Linked DNA regions of Mus musculus: region 2 is linked to region 1. A link is a contact called in public promoter capture Hi-C data. All regions are on one chromosome and are shown on one strand. The core of a region is the stretch at or near the end of the contact, and the rest is flanking DNA. Distances in the headings are between cores, read along the strand shown.

Region 1 (3,938 bases), core at 941-3,440:
CTATGCAAGGTTGTCACAATTCACCTGAGCATAACCTTCAACAAATATAAAAGCAATAAAGATGCTAATGACAGGCTTCAAAACTACTCCGAGTCAGAGTCAAACAAGCAAAGTTTTCCACAGCCTGGAATCTAAAAGTCCTGATTGCCTTCCCTTTCTTCCTTTTCTCCTCAAGCTGCAGGAAGTTAGAGCCTCAGAACTTCCCTGAGCAGGCCTAGGAAAGAACAGATTACTGGTACCCAGCTGGCAACTTCCCCTATCAATCCCATTTGCTTGTCTTAGCATAGCTTAATGGGTAAGAGGTCAGGGAAGCAAAAGAAGTCAGCTTTCTTGAACACCCTTGGAGCATAGGACGGAGACTTCAAGTGGTAAGATGGAGAAGTTTGAAAAAAGGAAAACCCCTCTCACACGGGATCGCGATCTCCAGCCTGTGAGGAAATTAGGTTGCTCAAGTATCTTACAACCTAAAAGCTGACCTCACCCCGAGAGCAGACACCCTGAAATGAAAGAGTCATTAAGAGAAACCCCTAAAACTATTCCCCCCAATGTACCACAGTGGAGACAAAGAAGCTTGTGTGACCACCACCTCCAGGAAAGCCTGTCACCAGGCCCCTTGGGAAACTACTACAAAAGGCAGGAGTGCTGGCCATGCGCCACAGATGTGATCCTGAATGGTCACCTAGCTGGGGCTGGACTTCCTGCTGGTGAAAAGGCCAGGCCCCAGCAGAGCTGAGATGGGAGGGGCATGGGGCTCCAAGTGCAAGTCATTTCTAGGGTTCACCTCCACTGTGGGGCTGACCTGTTGTGCAATGCTGAAGTTTACTAGCACAAAAGCGGATGCTGGTTGGAAAAGCATTTGTAAGGGTCCCACTTCCCACGGGAACGAAGTGCTCTACACACCAGTGTCCTGAGCACGCTAATGACTCTTATCACTTAGGCTGCCCAGGAAAAAGTCAACAGACTCACATGCATCATGGTGACCAGGTGACAAGGGTTGAGCAGGTAGATGACGGTCTTGGTGGCGAACTTAAAGCCCACCTCCACCCCGAAGATCAGGCACAGGGCTACTAAGAGCAGATTCTTGCTCAGGCTCTCCTTGCCTTCCTCTGGCCGCTGGGTCACCTGCTGTGGCTGGCTGCTACGGCCACCCCTACCGTCCTCCTTCTGCCTCAGGATGTGCCGCAGGGCCACCAGGATCTCCAACAGGGCCAGGGTCAGGACCACCACACTTTCCAGCAGCCGCTGCTGCCAAGACAGGAAGGCAGCACAGTCGGGGCCCCCATTGCCTGCAAAACTGGGGTCGACGCCCCCATAGAGCCAGTCCAGGAGACTTTGGTAGCTATACCGGGACATGATGCAAAGTGGCTCCACTTGACTACGGTACAGGAAGCAAGAGCGAGATGGAACACGAGACCGAAGGGTTGCCCGGGCGGTGGAACATGTAAGGAGGGCACACCCGCACCCCCCTCTGGACACTGGGGCACCTAGAACAGGGGAGGGAAAGCTACACGCGAGGCCCGGGATAAAGTGCTGGCTCTAACTTGTCCCCACGGCTGTCTGGGGAGCCCCCCGCGCTTCTCCAGTGGCCACCAACGAGGCAGGGTTGAAAGGAGCCGTTGGCCAATCTAAAAGGAAGGAGAGGAAAAAAAGGTCTCAAAGAGGCAATTGCACGGGAATTAACGAAGCGGGGAGGGGTAACTAGTGAGGGAAGAAAAGGGGAACGGGAGTGGTGGCCAAGCAAGCACGGGTGAAGGCAAGTTGGAGGCCAAGAGGGTCAGGACTGGGACCTAGGGGGCCCGGCACTAGGCACTGCCGAGGGAGCCAAGCGGGAGGCAGAAGGGGGTGAGAGAGAGAGGGGACACGCGGAGGCTAGGAGAGAAGCTAGCAGGGCTGGGCAGGCGGGGAGGGCGACGGGGAGGGCAGGGACGCCGGACTCCTCGTCTCAGCCACTCCACGAGAGGGGGGGGGGGTCTTACTCCTGCAACCGCGTGGCCGTCTCTGCCCCCAGCTAGCAACTTCGCCGCCGACGGGGCCCCCTCTCCAGCCAATTTAGAGCAGTCCCGGTCCAGCCTCCCGCCCCTGGGTACACCCCCGAACCCCCAGCTCCACCCCCCCTGGCCCCTCACGCCCGCCCTCCGGGCCAGCGCCACCCTCAGCCCTCCGCCTGCTCCGGACCAGCCCCCCAGGCGCAGGCGGGCGGCGGGAGGAAGCCGAGAGGGAGGGCGGGGACGCGGGGCCAGCCAGGGGCCGGGCCATGGGGCCGCCACCCTCCGCCCCGCCGCCACCGCTCCATCTTCCCGCTCCTCCTCGTCCGGCCCCCCGAGGACTGGCCGCCGAGTCCCCCTGGGGCTCCACTCACCCGCTGCTCGGCTCCGCTGCCCGGGCTCCACCGAACTCTCCGTCTCCCCTCACTCCCCGCAGCCCCAGGCGGCACTCGGCTGGGCTCCCCAGGCGGCCGCAGCAGCAGCAGCAGCCGCCACCGCCGCCGCTCCGGCTCCTCCTCCTTGCCTTCCTCCCCCGGCAGCCGCCGCTCGCTTCCTCCGGTTTCCCCTCCCTCTCTCCACCCCCTCGTCGCCAACTCCCTCCACCTTCGGCCCTCCTCCCGTCCACTTCACCCCCTCCCTACACACACACACACACACACACACTCCTCCGATCCACTTCACTCCCTCCCTACACACACACATACACACACACACACACACACATACACACGTCTTCAAGCCACCACTGCCCCGCCTCGCAGCCTTCCCTCCACAGCCTACCCACTTCGTCCTCGCTTCCCACCTCCTGCCCTGCTTCCTCTCTGCTCCCCACCCCACCCCACCCCACCCCCGCCCCCACCCTGCTACCCTCGGAGGCCCCATCCCCGCCTCTTTCCTCCTCCTTCTCCAGCCTGGTCTTCTGCACTCCAAGCGTGCACTCGCGCACAGTTTTGCTCTTTCGCCACTGTGACTGAATTCACCTCCCCACCTAAGCCTGGCGGACTAACTCCTCCGTTGACCTGGTTCTCGGGCCACTACTTTGCATACCTGACCACATACTGGGCACTCAGCCGGTCCTCGCTAACTTCTAGGAGTAAGGCTGTGAAACTGATGGACAGGCTTTAGCTTGGGGAGTGTGCTGAGTATGGACTTCCTGCTTCCTCCCTTCGGCCTTGAAATGGGAGATTCAAAAAAAAAAAAAAAAAAAGACCATAAAAGTATTGCTCACCTTCTTGTCACAGCCTCACTTTCTTCTTGAGTGCCTAAATTTGAGGATTTCTCCTCGGACTCCTTCTAACCCAGCTCTGATGCTTTTCTCTCTCTCCCCCCTCCCCCCACCCTACACAAACCTTGCTGGCTCTCTCCCTCCTTCCCTCCTGCCGTCCTTCTTCCTCTCCGCCCCCTTCCGACCACAGCGAACCTTCAGTGATAGACTTGGTGGAGGAAAAGAAGATTCTCCTGACCTCTTTCCCTCCCCACCCCCGTCCCCCACCCGCAGAGAGAGACAGAGACAGAGACAGAGAGACACAGAGAGCGAGAGACAGAGAGAGCGCAGCTGCTTCCTAACCCCACCTTGGAAAGAACAGCCAGGAAAAGTGAGCGCTAGCTGGGTCCAGGGGGCCCCCTCTTCTCTGACGCTCTCTACCTCGTGGCTGGGCTGGCTCCTCTAAGGGCCGGTAATTAAGGAAAGAACTACTCAGAATGTACCTCATATTGGTTTAATATTTATTGCAGACTCGCATACGTTAGAAGAATATCCAGAAAAACCACAGTTAGGTACCTTGCTTAGGAAACACTTTCTGATGTCGACTGTAAGCCAGTCTTAAGATGTAAACTACAGTCTCCTGGATTATCAGGCCGATACCTTCCCATCCTTTGCAACCTAACAAATACAGCCAGGCAAGCTTGTCTGACTTTAAGCTTTTTGAAGCATCCACCAAAGGCAGGATGTTT
Region 2 (4,067 bases), core at 859-3,358, 97 kb before region 1:
GGAAATGACTCATTGTTGCTGAGGATATGAAGTGGTATGGCCATATTACAGTATAGGCTGGCAAGTTCCTCCCAGGCCTATAAAAGGCCATTACATTGTGATGCAGCAATACAACTCCAAAGTATATACCTAAAGAGACATACATTCTTAAACCAATATGCACAGAAATATCAGTCATACTAGCCAAAACCGAAAAAAACAACACCAATGCCTGAGTATCTATTTAACACATCACATGTCCTGCAGAGGGATATTATATGCTCACAAATACAAAGTACTAACTCATGCTGCAGCATGGATGAACCTTAAAAACATCCTCAATGAAAACATACCAAAAACCCAAAACATTCTAGGATTTAATTTATATATGTCCAGGATAGGCAACCCCACAGAGATTGAAAGTTGATTACTAAATGCCAGAGTCTAGAGATGGAGAAGCAGTGAATGGTACCAGGTACAGGGCTTGGTTTGGAGGATAGATGATGAAAAGCATCTAAAATCAAACAGAATTGATGGCTGCATAACACTGAATATACTAAAAACCACTTAGCAGATGCTTTAAAAGGATGCATTTATTATGTGTAAGTTGTATCTCAATTAATTCCCTGTTCCAAAAATATTACTGAATGAGAATAGGCGGCCAAGAAGTCCTTTCCATGATACTCAACCTTCCAATGTCCTTCCTTTTCTACCTACTGTTCTTTTCTTATTCCTAATATTCTTTCCTCTACACCATATCTATAAGGTACAAAGAGCAGGTATCACCAATCCTACTTGGTAAAATAAAATGCTCTAAAGACCCAAGTTCCAGTCAGAGATAACATGGGACTAAAACAACACAAATGCCCTGGCTGCTCAATGGACTAGCCAGCGGTCATTGGTGTACTGCTTTGTTTACTTTGTGAGACAGGGTCTCCTATACCCCAGGCTGACTCTGAACACATATCGAAGCTCCAGATGACCACAAACATATGATCATCTTGAGCATCCGGTCTAAGGGCTTGTGTCACATTTTGCCATTGTTTCTTTCTTTATTTTTATTGGAGTGCTGGATCAAAAGCAGGGCTTCGTGTGTGCTAGGCAAACATTTGTCCAACTGAGCCACAGCCCAGCTTCTCCCTGGTGCATTCTGAAAGCAGCTTTGGAAATCTGAACTGTGCAGTCAGGGTTGATACCCAGCAATCTAGAGACTGGAAAGAAAGTAACTTGGAAAATAATACTTTTATTCCACAAAGACATATCTCTTAGCTAGGTGTGGTATTTAGTATATGGCTATTATCCCAGCATGTGAGAGGTGGGATGGGAAAATGGATTCTAAGCTCATAGTGAGTTTGAGATCAACCTAGGATATGTAAGATACTATACCAACCCCACCCCACCCCCCAAAAAACAATCAACATTTAGAATAAAAGCTCAAGATGAAGAGCAAAGATATTGGAGAGGACTGTGTTCTGCAGAGCCAAGGCAAGCCACCAAGAAGCTCAGAAGGCAAGCAGGCTCACATGTGTCTCCCACTGTGCCAGTCCCTGAATAGGCTTCTCAGCCTCTGGCTTGGGTCTGCTGACCTACCAAATAGGTCTGTTTCGTTTTAGAGAGAGGAAGGGAGAGGGGGGGGGGATTGAAGTAGACAGAGAAAGAGACAGACAGACAGATAGGCAGGCAGGCAGGCAGACAGGAGTGGGCCTAATTTACCTTCAGGAGGCAAGAGAGTGGGAAGGGCTGCCCAGTTTCCTATGCAAACATACTGCCCCTGAACCAAACACACACACACACACACACACACACACACACACACACACACACACACAAATAATAAAATAATAATTAAAAAAAGGGCAAGAATCCCTGCCAGGGAATTTTAATCTCACTCAGCAAGGCTAATTCAGAAACAAAGCCCCCTTCATGGTGCCGAGCAACTCCAGGAGCTGAGGCCAAAGCTCTGCAGAATAACATCACAAACGGCACACTAACAGGAGGCCTCCTCAACCATTTTGAGATAATATTAGCAATAGTAGGAGCCCCATCCCGTGGGGTGTTTCTCCATTGCTTCCTGTGGTGTAGGCTCAGTTAAGTGTGTGCCTCACGTGATCACGCAGAACAGCATAACTTACAGATAAGCTAACGGGGATAGCGAGGCCACTGCCTTATGCAAGGTCATGTGGCTGTACACACCAGAACTGACTAGAAATCTACAGACAGGCTGGCTCCAAAGAGTGCACTTGTGACCTGTTAATGTCTACAGAGGCAAAAAGGCCCTTCTAGAACATGCAGCAAACAATCTTAGCAGTCATTGCTTCCCCATAATTTCAGTTTGATTTGGGCATTGGTCTACATTTTCCTTTTCTCTGCACTGTACATATGCTATGCTTATAGAAAAAAAAATCATATATCCAAGCCAGAGTGTCCAAGCCTGTAGTCCTAGCTACTAAGAAGGCTGAAACAAAAGGGTCCTAAATTCAATCCTACCTGGTTTTCTGAGTAAAATCCTATTACAAAATAAAAAGAATAACAACAAAGAAACCAAGTTTTAGGATGTAGCTCAAAGGTTCATTACTTATGTGTGCCCTTGTCAGAATAAAGTTTAATCTCTAACACAGCCACATATAACACGCGCGCACACACACATACACACACACATAGACGACAATGGCCTCTTGCTTCTTCTTGTTTTTAATCTATGGGGGAAACTAACTATACATTGGTAGTGACATTTATGTTTCACTGTATTGCATGCATTTTCGGTAACAAAACTTTGTCTTTCATTGCATTGGCAGAAATAAACAGGCTTTTAAGGGGCTGGAAAAAGGCCTTTACCACCTTTCTTCAAACCCCAGATCCCAGGACACAAAAGAAACCCCTGGACTTTCTCTCAGTATTATGGAAGATTTGATGATGGATTCTTTTTATCCTTTTCTTTTTAAAATTTTTCTTAATTATTTGAAAATTTTAGAGATGAATATGGTCATATCTACCTCCAATCAATTTCTTCGGCCAGTCTCCAATGTCATGAGGTTTGGGGGGTTTTTGTTTGTTTTTTGTTTGTTTGTTTGTTTGTTTGTTGTACTGGGGTTTAAACCTAGGTCCTCCCACATGGGAGCCAGGCATTCTGCTTCTGAGTCAACCCTCTTCTTAATTTTTACCTTGAGGCAGGGTCTCACTAAATGACCCAGACTAGCCTTGGACTCAGAATATAAGCCAACAGACATTAAACGTGTGGCCATCATGCCTCAGCCTCACACAGGCCTGTATTCCCAGGCTCGGAATAGTCAATCATTCGTATTTGTGGTATCTATGGTGTTTTAAACATAAGGTCCTGCAAGGATTAGGCGGAAAGCAAGAGACACTGTCCACCCTTACAGAGAATCCCCAGTCATTGAGCAGCTAATGGAAAGGAATTATGTGGGTGCCTAATAAGATTATTTACTGCCTGGTTTCAGGCTAAAGAAAAAGTACACTGGAAAATGGTTTATAATAAAATCACAAGTGGGCAAGAAACTTAATTTCAAATAATCTAGGAAACCAAAAAATCTATGAAAATCTTTATCTACAGGATATGAGCAAGAGAGACGTGTGAAAGTACAGACACATGAGCCTTTAATAGAATTTACTTCAATTTCCCTTTTTATAGTCTTCTGAGTGGTTTTTAATAAGCATTATTATACTTGTAACCCATATATAAGGACAGTTCCTAGAATTTGTCTAAACTTGGGAGTCCCGGTCCCTTTTCACCGGACCCCATGTCTCAGACACATTGCATTTATCGAATTCAACACACATCATCCTTTGTAGAAAGTGAAGTCACAATTTTGCCTCAGTCCATGTTTCAGTAATTCAAGACCTCTTTTGAAATCAAGCTTTTGATATTTTAAGTACCCTCAAGAAACCGAAAGGATATTCTGTCCCCAGCTCAAGTCTAAAATCCAAAGTATAACTTTTAAAAACAGCTCAATTTTGTTAATCACATAAATAACCCTTCAGGGTCAATTAGCACATTTCAATGTGCCAATTAGCAGAGTGGGATTCTCAAGCTTATTTGCATTGATGACAGCAAAGCTGTCCCAGCAACC

The links. Promoter capture Hi-C pulls out the DNA fragments that hold promoters and counts their contacts.
Region 2: a promoter capture Hi-C map of the HPC-7 cell line shows a contact between it and region 1. The contact joins the enhancer-like site here to the promoter of Tmem164 in region 1. A contact is called at or near these places in 8 of 39 promoter capture datasets (the 3T3-L1 cell line, 3T3-L1-derived adipocytes, the HPC-7 cell line and 4 more), 4 of 484 Hi-C or Micro-C datasets (the N1E-115 cell line, cortical neurons, embryonic fibroblasts and 1 more), 1 of 115 datasets of contacts at active chromatin or transcription factors (cardiomyocytes) and 3 of 9 other capture datasets (adipose tissue, liver and pancreatic islet).

The regions. Positions count from the first base shown.
Region 1 is chrX:142,679,978-142,683,915 of GRCm38.p6, reverse strand. Tmem164 (transmembrane protein 164) reads right to left here and starts at 2,190. Exons shown (of 7, transcript NM_001199360.1): 1 at 1,977-2,190; 2 at 967-1,625. The coding sequence starts at 1,353.
Region 2 is chrX:142,776,907-142,780,973 of GRCm38.p6, reverse strand. The region is part of intron 4 of Tmem164 (transmembrane protein 164); the gene reads right to left. Among named protein-coding and RNA genes, the nearest start is that of Mir652, 40 kb to the right of the region's middle. Within about 2 kb of position 2,108, at least 40 of the 459 cell types and tissues checked have an H3K27ac peak or open chromatin away from gene starts, as enhancers often do. A contact at or near this core is called in the HPC-7 cell line, the N1E-115 cell line, granulosa cells and 1 more, where this site is marked.